Regions from separate parts of the Gossypium hirsutum genome. Here regions 1 and 2 are each linked to region 3. Evidence: chromatin contacts called from public Hi-C data. All regions are on one chromosome and are shown on one strand. The core of a region is the stretch at or near the end of the contact, and the rest is flanking DNA. Distances in the headings are between cores, read along the strand shown. Region 1 holds the start of LOC121211346 (ATP-dependent DNA helicase DDM1). Region 2 holds the start of LOC121211334. Region 3 holds the start of LOC107926750 (SCARECROW-LIKE protein 7).

What was found. Hi-C and Micro-C count contacts between places; a contact is called where the count stands out from the background.
Region 1: a contact with region 3 is called in a Hi-C map of leaf, with 2.2 times the contacts expected there. The contact joins the promoter of LOC121211346 here to the promoter of LOC107926750 in region 3. A contact is called at or near these places in 16 of 34 Hi-C or Micro-C datasets (anther, callus, hypocotyl and 3 more).
Region 2: a Hi-C map of hypocotyl shows a contact between it and region 3, with 2.9 times the contacts expected there. The contact joins the promoter of LOC121211334 here to the promoter of LOC107926750 in region 3. A contact is called at or near these places in 6 of 34 Hi-C or Micro-C datasets (callus, hypocotyl, leaf and 1 more).

The regions. Positions count from the first base shown.
Region 1 is chrA12:15,883,021-15,886,283 of Gossypium_hirsutum_v2.1, forward strand. It overlaps LOC121211346 (ATP-dependent DNA helicase DDM1), which reads right to left and starts at 1,842. Exons shown (of 16, transcript XM_041084081.1): 1 at 1,714-1,842; 2 at 1,394-1,480; 3 at 849-1,112; 4 at 684-761; 5 at 1-353. The coding sequence starts at 1,462.
Region 2 is chrA12:15,473,477-15,476,933 of Gossypium_hirsutum_v2.1, forward strand. It overlaps LOC121211334, which reads right to left and starts at 1,364. Exons shown (of 2, transcript XR_005906650.1): 1 at 1-1,364. LOC107939028 (GATA transcription factor 18) reads right to left here. Exons shown (of 2, transcript XM_016872322.2): 1 at 2,689-3,457; 2 at 2,017-2,576. The coding sequence starts at 3,156. The coding sequence ends at 2,289.
Region 3 is chrA12:15,653,447-15,656,870 of Gossypium_hirsutum_v2.1, forward strand. LOC107926750 (SCARECROW-LIKE protein 7) reads right to left here and starts at 1,430. Exons shown (of 2, transcript XM_016857686.2): 1 at 1,279-1,430; 2 at 1-1,171. The coding sequence starts at 1,137.

The DNA.
Region 1 (3,263 bases), core at 592-3,091, 230 kb after region 3:
CTTGCAATCTCATTCATCCAATTAGAAAGAGTCGACAAAGGAGCAATAATCAAATAAGGCCCATCCATCCCATTTCCTTTCAAATGTGCAAGAAAAGCAATCGTTTGAATTGTCTTTCCAAGACCCATCTGATCTGCAAGGATCCCATTTAGCCCATTTTGCCATAAGGAGATCAACCATTTTACACCTTTAAGCTGATAAGACTTCAATTTTCCACCAGTCAACAATGGTACAAGTTCTCCCTGCTCCTTCTCATTTTTTTCCTCCTCAGCCAAGTTTTCATCTTCAACGTTCTCAGTCTCTCCCTCTTTAGACCTTGTAAGCATTGCTGCAACTGCCCTCTTGACCTTCCTCTGGAAAAAAAAGAAAGGAAATCACATAATAGTGGCTTAATACCACTCAAGGTTTCAATTTAAATTACAAGGATCTCAATGTTACCAGTGAATCAGAAACATACAACCTGCATACTTACAATGTTCTCAAATGAACTATTGGCATACAAGAACTATTGAGTTAAACCAAAATTGTTACAGAGGGAACAGGAGAACTGAATATTTTGCATACGTAGCAAGCCAAGCAATAACAGAAGAAGACGAAGGAATAAACACAACTAATTTTGTGATAGTACGTATATGATATGTAGGCATTCCATGTTGACAGGGTAAATAAAGCAGAAAGAATACATTGTTGTACTGGTTAGCAGCTCTTCTTTTTGAACCTCGACCTCTCTTTGTCTGAGCAGCTTCAGGCTTAGGTACACTCTACCAATATTATAACAGATGATCAGAAAAAACCAGACCAATTAAAATAGTAAAAGTGTACCCAAAAGAAAGGTGAGAGCGGAATACAAATGTTATGTCCTCCATCTTTTCAAGCAAAAACTCTGAGTACATCTGGGTTTGGGTCAAAAGCTCATCCAATCTAGTAAACTGAGTATCATTCAAGTGCACTGACTCTTCAGGCTCCCCTTGTTTTATCTCCTCTTTCAACCGAGCTTCCCTTAGCTTCTCTTCTTCCTCGACCATAGCCTCTGATAAAAGAGAAGTATCTCCATTTTTGGCGTCTAGAACTGATTCCTCCTCCAACTTAGTGATTTCCTCTTTGCACTTCTCCTACATTTTTGTAAGAATAAAAAAAATATTATATAAAAACAAAAAGTAACACTTTTCAATCCTCAAAAACCTACAAATGACCTAAAAGTGTGTTTTAATACATAATAGAAGATCATATTTGAAACTTTCTATCTTCCTTTCAACTTTCTTAGCTTACATTTTTCTTCACTTTCTCAACGACTAAACATAAGCAGTGAAAAAACACTAAAACCTTTCAAACCACAAGGAACCAAAACCCTACCGAGAACAAAAAAGAAGAGATAAAGTATATCCAAACAAACCTCATCTTCGAGAACCGAAGTCGGTGATTCAGCAGAAACGCCATTTCCCTTTCCATTCTCAGCCCTCATTTCCAAACCCTAAATGTCCTTACACCAAAAACAAAAAAAAATCAATAAAATGAATATAAAAAAGGAAATAATCAAATTCTAAGAGATTAAAACATATGAGACTAAAGCTTTAGTTTCAACCAAATACAGAAACCAGCCTAGGGTTTTGAATCGTCGAAAGCGAAGAAACGCCACTCCAACAAGTAAAAGCACAAAATGTATAACAAAGAACTCAAAATACAGTGAAAGAGCTTCCACTCTCAGCGAGATACCAGAGAGAATCGAAAGTCGGAAACGTCGAAAAGGAAAAGCGAGCAGAGTAGAGTGGAGCAGAGCAGAGCGTAAATGAGAGTGAAATTTATTTCGACACGAGTGGAGCACTAAAATTAAACATTAATTATTTTTATTTATTTTCTAATTGACTGTCTTGGTAGGTTTGGGCGGGAAAATGAAAGTTTGAGAAATGCCCCTAACTTGTGCCATAAATAACACACTGGACTGAAATCTGTTTCTCATTCTTGGAAGGGTATTTTAGTCAATGTAAAATTCTTCTGGGCCTAGAATATGTGGCCTTTACTGGTAGGTTATGGGTTCCCAAAATTGGGGCATGCTTTGTGCCTTCCACTATGATTTCCTTTTTCCTTTTTTAGACTTTCGAGGAACGGTGTGGGACTTCAACTTTCTAAATGATCTCTTTTTTTTTTTTAATTTAACTTTTCAAATTTTTTTATTTGATTAATAGTAATATTGTGTGTCTCGTTTGATAGTACATATATTTGGCTTTTTTTCTCCATATGATTTTATTGGTTTATGTTTATTTAGGTTAATAAGAACATAAATTGGAACATAACTACTATCCCACGGTGATACACCATACTCTTTTTTTGTATGGAGGTGGGGGTAAATTGGAACATCCTGATGAGGTAAATGAACCTTTACCTATTATAGTTGTTGAAATCTTGTGCTAGGAATATAAGAGTTGGAATTTAACTTCTATTGCAAGGTGGCTAAGGGAGCATGAGATTCTTGTTTACAATACGGATGAGCGGGATAGATTGGAGTGGCCTCGTAATACCTCTGGGGTTTATTTTGTCAAATCAGGCTATAAGGAGCTTAATAAATTTTGTAATAGTTCTACAACTAAACCATCTTGTTATTGATGTTAGCACGTGGAAGTTTATCAGGAACCTACAGGTGTCACGGGGCTAGATCTTTAGTCTCACGATCCGTGCAGTCTTAGGTGATTCATTCGTCCAAACTCTCCTAAGTCAGCCTTTACTCAAGTGAGGATTCCTTCAGAAGTCTTCCAAGGCACCAATTTGTATAGCGAAAGTGATTTATGCCAAAAGAAACAACAAAAGAACAATAGAAAGAATGCACAAGGTGTTTGAGTAAATGCTCTCAATATTCTCTTATTCACAAATAATAATGAAACAATGAATGGAGTGAGTACAAATGAGGGGAGGCTCTTTATTTATAGTTGAGCTCCCCCAAAACTGACTGTCAAGATTACAATAATCGACAGACGAAATTCATCCTATCACTTAAATCATGGGATTTACAAGATATATCATATCAAATCTAATATAATCTTTACAAGATATGATTCTATCAATCTTCTAAGATTAGTTACCAAAATAGCCTAAGTTGCCATATCTTCATTATCGAGCCAACCAAGCTTCAATTTGACAGGCTTCTCCAACAGGTTATCAAATCGGGCCAATTCTTACGAGCCAAATGATCCCCATCTACACAATAGACCTCTATTGGATGCATTTGGTGTGATGGTCACGGGTTTTGAACTGCGGCCCATGACACAGGT
Region 2 (3,457 bases), core at 114-2,613, 180 kb before region 3:
TTCCCCAAAGACTTAGAATTAGGGCCCCCTTCACTCTGGCCCGTCACAACATTTCCTGGCCTGGTGGAAACGAAGCCCAAAGCAGACCCAACTGAAGGCATAAAGCCTACTCTATTCCCATGGGTCACCTCTCCAACCTGACCCAAAAGACTCTTAGAACTAGCCCTACCCGAACCCCCTTTAGAAATAACCCTATCTTCACCACTACTCCTTTCACCAGCAGCACAAACAGTGCCTTCCTTCTCCAAAATTTCCCCAGCAGCTCCACTAATTTCGCCACCTAAATCAGCTTCCACATTTAAAGGCAAAAATCTAGAACCCAACGTTCCCTTTCCCAAATTTATTCCTTCGTTAAACCGAGAACCCCGTTGACCATGCTGGGATTTTCTCTCCACCAACATCCATGGCCCATAATCACTTTCCTTCCCTTACCACCTCCACCGTCATCACCACCAATAGATGCTGTCGTCGCAGCCACAGGGCTCCCCGGGCTCAGATTCACCCCCACCGATGGACACAACTCCTTTGTATGTCCATATTGTCCGCAACTAAAGCACACCGTCGGGAGGGCTCGTATTCAACCTTTTGCACAGCGCCATCAACCAAAACATGAGATATCAGATGTTTTTCAAGATTGATAAGCACAACCAATCGAGCAAACTTTCCTCTAGTTCTGTTATCCGTTTGTACATCCAGCTTGACCACTTTTCCAATTAACCCTCTAATAGCTTCAATGATGTGTTTTTTGTATAAGTAGCCCGGAAGCCCCGGTAAACGAATCCAAGCCATCACCACACTGGGGTATGGTTGTGCTGGGTTAAAAGACTTTGTCTATGGTTGTACCATAAGGTACTGACCAAAAATGATCCATGGACCCTGTATTAAGACCTTGTTATAATCAACAATGTCCTGAAACTTAACCAAGAAATACCCATTAGTAATATCCATTAGATAAAAAGTTTTCACATGTTTCCATAGATTAGTGATACGATTATGAAGCGCATTATATCCGATGTTACGCCCTAATAATTTGAGAATCACCGTCAACTCCATCTACTTAAATAGCAAGTCTTTGATTCGCTCTGAGAAGTCGATTGCAGGGATCCTATTAACTATGGACTTGTTAACATCCCCATCCATTAACTCAAAATCACTCTCATTCTTATCTAAGTTTCCTTCAAGATTTCCATCAAGAAAGGCAACACCTCCCCCCAAAAGTTTGTCTTTAAAAGACAAAATCGGCTGTTGGTCGGAATCAACTGCCATGTTGCTTATTTCTCCATCAACCGCTTCCTTGAATCTTACTTTTTTTGTATTTCGATCACCACCAGAATGAGATTCACTCTCAATACCATTGCCAGAAATCTCTGTCTCCATTCTCTGCAGATTCTTTTAAAATTTAATTTTTAAATAAACAAGTAAAGCTCTAAAAATAAAAGCAGGAAGATTAAATAAAGAGTGCAAAGATTGTGTATAATTAGACCAAATAGAAAAAATACAAAGAATTTGCGTAAGATTCGAGAGTCGCATCTAACTAAACTTCAGTTCATATAACATGAAAAAGAAAACCACTTTTGTTTTTGGTTAGTGCATAAATTGCCTCTTAAAATATACTAATAAAGTTTATTTTGTTATATGGTTTTTCTCAAAGTATTAACACTCTTAAAAAAACAACAGCCTCCTATCCTACCAATTAAAACCTGCCACTTCTCTCTCCTCACTTTTAATTATTATTATTATTTTTAAAATTTAATTTTTATGGAAAGCTTTAGTGTATCATCAAGATTTCTAAAATTATTCGTAACTCTTCTCTAATTCTTAAATAAAAAAAATATATTTTAACACATTCAAATTTATATCTTTTTGTATTAACAAAAAAGTTAATGCCAACTGAAAATAAACTTTTAAGTCTTGAACTGTTGTGTAAATTTCTTTATGTACTAATTTGAGAAAATCTGTATACTTCAGGGGCAATTTGTGCATTAAGTTTGTTTGTTTGTTTGTTTTTGGCATATATAAGGTAACACGTAGTTCTATATTACATTACATCAGGGAAATCAGTGAAAAAAACAGTGCTGAAATTAATTGAACTCTCTCAAATCTCCTAAAGTGAAAGTGAATCACTTGCAAAAGAAAAATGAAGATACGACCTACTACCATTTAAGCATCCACAGCATCGTCATCGTGAAACGTTTCAGTCATTGCTGCATGATCTTGACCGTCAATGAGGGGTGGGGTTTCTTTTCTGTTTCTTCTTCTTCTTCCTTTTTTTTCCTTCTATTTTCTTCTTATCTTGTAAGGTCATGGACATTGAGTCTCCAAGAAAGGAAGGGAATGCCAGTAGCAGAATCTCGATCAGTATCTTCAATGAACCTGAATCCATTGACAGGTGAGAAACATGGAATTTTCTGGCTTTGCGAGTGATGAACCCGTGAATTGTTCTTGTTCTGGTGGTGATGATAGCCAAGATGTTGTAATTGCTCCAACATTGAACCTGTTGCACCTGATGACTTGATTGCATTTGTTGCTCTTCTTTCTTCTTTTCTGAATCGAATTCCACAGGCATTGCAAAGTGACTGCAACTAAACAATAATTTCAAAAAAAAAAAAAACAAAACAAAAGAAAAGAAAAAAGAACCAACTATACTTGTTTACAAAGATAGAATTGTTAATTTGTGATGTCTATTACCTTTGGGCCTCTTGGACCATTCCTCCAAAGCGGTGTAGAAGTGGTGTCACAGTTAGCACATCGGCGAGCTAAGAGAGGATCATTGCCTTTCCCTGAGCTGTTACTACTGCTATTTCCATTGCTTCCACGGCTATCTTTTGCGCTTTGCAGTGGATATGGCATGTTCTTGTTCTGTAACAAGTCCAAGCAAAAGTTAGACACGCAAGAATTACCCGAGCTGCGGCCATGGCGCAAACGCTTGTCACTGTCGTTTACACAAAGGCGTGTGGATGGAGTTCCCAACGAGAGAGTGCAGTCAACAGAAGATGATGAAGAGGACGTGAAACGGTACATGTCTGTTTCATCAAATGATTTGTGGTTTGGCATGGAAAATAGCATAGAGAATGAGTTGTTTTCGCCATGAAACAGACCACATGAACAAGGGCCCAATACCATGTCTCCCTGAGAACTACTGCACTTGCGCATCATTTCTCAAAAAAATTTTGATCTCTATGATTTTAAGTCACTCTTTAATCACCTCAGTTTTAGCACTATGGGATATCAAAAAGATCGAATGGGGTTGGTTCAAAATGTTGATTATATCAACCAACAATTGCCAAAAGAGAGAAAACAGGAAAAACGAAAGGGGATTTAAGATTGAAGAGAAGACAGGCATGAATGCAATTGAAAAAGAGATGGGATGGTGAGTTTATAGGTAAAGGATAAAGGCAAGGGTGTACGATCGAGTTAGCCAAACAGTAAAACTGAGAGGGAAGTGCAATAATATAGT
Region 3 (3,424 bases), core at 180-2,679:
GGTGGGTTTTCCAGCTGACCTGGTCGCTAGAGCTTGCAAAAGAGCAGCCCATTGAACTCCTTGAACAATTCCAAAGTCCACTACGTGAATCTTGGTTGCTCGCTCAGTAGCTTCGAGAATCGCTTGATTTGCCGTTAAATGAGCGAACTTGGAGTAAGGGCAGGCGTCGTTCAATACTTTGTAAGACAGAGTGAAGTCCTCCGACGTTGTTTCGAGCAGATTCAATCTTTTCTCTGCTGGAAGAGAGACTTTGCTATAGAGGGCTTGGGTGAAGTAAAAAGCCACTCTTTCAGTTGGATCTCCACGTTCAGATACCGACTCCCTGAGTTCAACCAGTGATTTAATCGCGCGTTCAGGTTCTGAGTCAGAGAGTCTAGCACAGTCGAGTACAGCTTTCAAAAGCGGGGGAGCTGACTCGATCTCGCTGGAATCAGCTGAGACCCCTGCGGCATCGTTTGTGAGTGGGGTCTGGCTCGGAGGACTGCTTGCTTTGGTTTCTTTAACGGCTACATGAGGAGGAGGTGGTGGTGGAGGGGATGGGGATGGGGACCACGTAGGTAGCTGGTGCTGAGACTGAAGAGTAGGGCTAAGGTTTTTCTGTGCCTCGGTTGGGAAAATGACTCGGTTCAGATCAGACGGCGTAGGACACGCCACGCTGAGACAATTTGGGCAAGCACTAAATGGATCAGCACCGCAAAGACCAAAATCAGCATTGTTCTGCCATACTTCACAACCAGACGGCAGATTTGAACTATCCGTTGAATCCCCACTGTTCATTAAGCAATCCATCCATTCGTCGGTGTCAAACTCACCACCCGAACCACCACCAAAATCCGGGAATCGAAACCCACTCGAATGATGATGCCCCATGTTAGGGAACTGAAACCCTTCTCCAGTATCACCCTGAAACAGGTCAGTGAAACCTGGACCCGAAAGCCCGTATCCGAGAATGGGAGAGTTGGAGACGCCATGGTGGGGGTTGTTAGGCCAAGGGTTTAAAGTAACATGACTGACACCAAGAAGCTGTTGCTGCTGGTGGTGGTGCTGCTCTTGTTGTTGTTCTTGCTGTTGCTGTTGCTTTATAACTTGTTGAGCGATTGCCATTAGATTTCCGCTATCCGCACACATATATGCCATTCTCCGGCCAAACCTCGACGGAAAATCGTTTTAACTGCACTATCATTACCCACAATTAACAAAGAAAGGATCAGCGAAAGAGTGAAATTTTTTCCAGTTTTTAAAGCATGAAAGAAGAGAGAGAAGAAAGATAGTACATACAAAAGTGTAGGCCCAACGGTAACTGAAGCAGAAGGTCTACAAACTTGGATTTTGCTCAAGGAAAGGAGAGAAAGAGAAAGAAAGCAATTTGGAGAAGTGCAACTCTAAAAAACGATACCTAAAACAGTAGAAGTAGGGAACGCTGAGTCGAGTCGCTTCAAATGAACAAGTGGGACCTTATATCATAGCCGCTAAGCATAAAGACAAGTTGGTCCCTCTTTATTTTAAACAAAATAGAATGAGAATTTGATTTAAAATATTTGTGGATTAAGAGGGTTAATTAGTCAAAAAGTTTATTTTAAAAGTTAATTACCTCGTTTTTTTTAAAATTTAGAAAAGATAAATTACACTAATAGTTATTTAATTTTAGACAAAATAGTTATTTAAGTTTCAATTTAATTACTCAATTTTTAAAAATTAATAAAAAAGTCACCACTAATCATTTTCCGTTATAGACATAACGAAGCTACCATTTTTTGTTAGATACTTAACGGAGCTACCATTTTCCATCCCCTATCACTGCTCTCACATCCCTCTTTCTCTTCCCCATCATTCATCTGCCTACTTTGATTCTCTCTCCCTCTTCCTTACCATCCTTCCTCCTACTCTGATTATTTCCCTTTCCTCTACCATCCCTTTGCTAACCCTCTTCCCTTACTCTGATTTTTTCCCTACCTTTTTTTGGCATTTCCTTTCACCTCTCTCTCGCTTGAAGGAACTAAAACTTCGCTAATTAGACAACTAAAATGTTAGTAATAATAAAAGTAAGTAAGGAAACATCTCTCTCGTTTCTCTTCCATTTAAGCTTGATGTTATTGCTTATTTATTTATTGTATCATTTGTATTACATTGGTTTCAATTCCTTTTATGACATCAACTTTTTTTCGTTACAAAAAAGTTACTGCTTTGATTCTCTTTCTAAATAATTTAAATCTGTTGGGAATTTTTAACTAATTGGTTGTCTTTTCTTATCATTTTTTTCCTTTATGGATTCCTTTTTTTTTAAAAAATGCATTACAGGGTGTTAGTACTGTAAGAGTCATTACATTTACAGTTAAGGTATTGGTATTCAAACTGTATAATTTGTGTATAAAGTGACAATTTTTATTAGATTTTTGAAGCTTATATTGTGAAAGCTTCTATGGTTTGGGGGTAGTGAGAGAATTTAAAGATTAAAAACACATAAAAGGGAACCCTTTTCATATCTTTGTGTATTCTATGATAAACTTTACTTGAAGAGGATAGTATCTTGTAAATTCTGCAGAATAAATGAAAAAGTTTGAATCTTTTAGTTGGCATGGCTGATAATTTAATTAACAATGTAAAATGAGATAAAATGAAGTGTTTAGAAAATTGAAACCAAAGAAGAAGCTGAAGAACATGCAGACCAATCACAATTAACAATTTAGGATTTAAACTATGGTTTTGAGGAGGAGCCGATGAAAGTGGATAGGAGAGTTTAGAATCTCGTGCACTTTAGAAGCACCAGTTTTCCAAGGCTATTGTCATTGGGGCATAGACACATTCAAAGTTAATTTTCAACTGCATGACACAAGTGTCCCAATAGTTTCCAAAGATTGAAAACTCAAACTCAGTGAGCTTGGCGATGGGGTGACAATTCAAAGGATGAAAGGTATCGGCCAATCTTCAATCTTGAGGTTTTGGCAAACTAGAAATGCAAGTGGTACCAACTCTACTCCAAATCTATGGTATTTTAGACCAAACTCTTCCACTTCTTTCTTTGCTCATATCTAAGTTTCCTCTAATCAGTCAATTTGTGTATGTATTTTCTATGATTGTAAATTCGTTGGATGGTAGGGGGAGTAAAATTATCAGAGTAGGGGAAGAGGGTTAGCAAAGGGGCGGCGGGAAAAGGGAAAGAATCAGAGTAGGAGGAGGGATGGTGGGAAAGAGGGAGAGTGATGGGAGAGTAGTGATAGGGGGATGGAAAATGACAACTCTGTTAAGTATCTAACGGAAAACGGTAGTTGCGTTACGCATATAATTGAAAATGGTTAGTGGTGACTGTTTTATTATTTTTCGAAAGTTGAATGACAGAATTGAAACCTGAATGACTGTACTCCAAAGTTGAGCAACTGTTTGTGTAATTTACCTTTTAGAGAATTAAGAGGCATTTTTGTCTAAT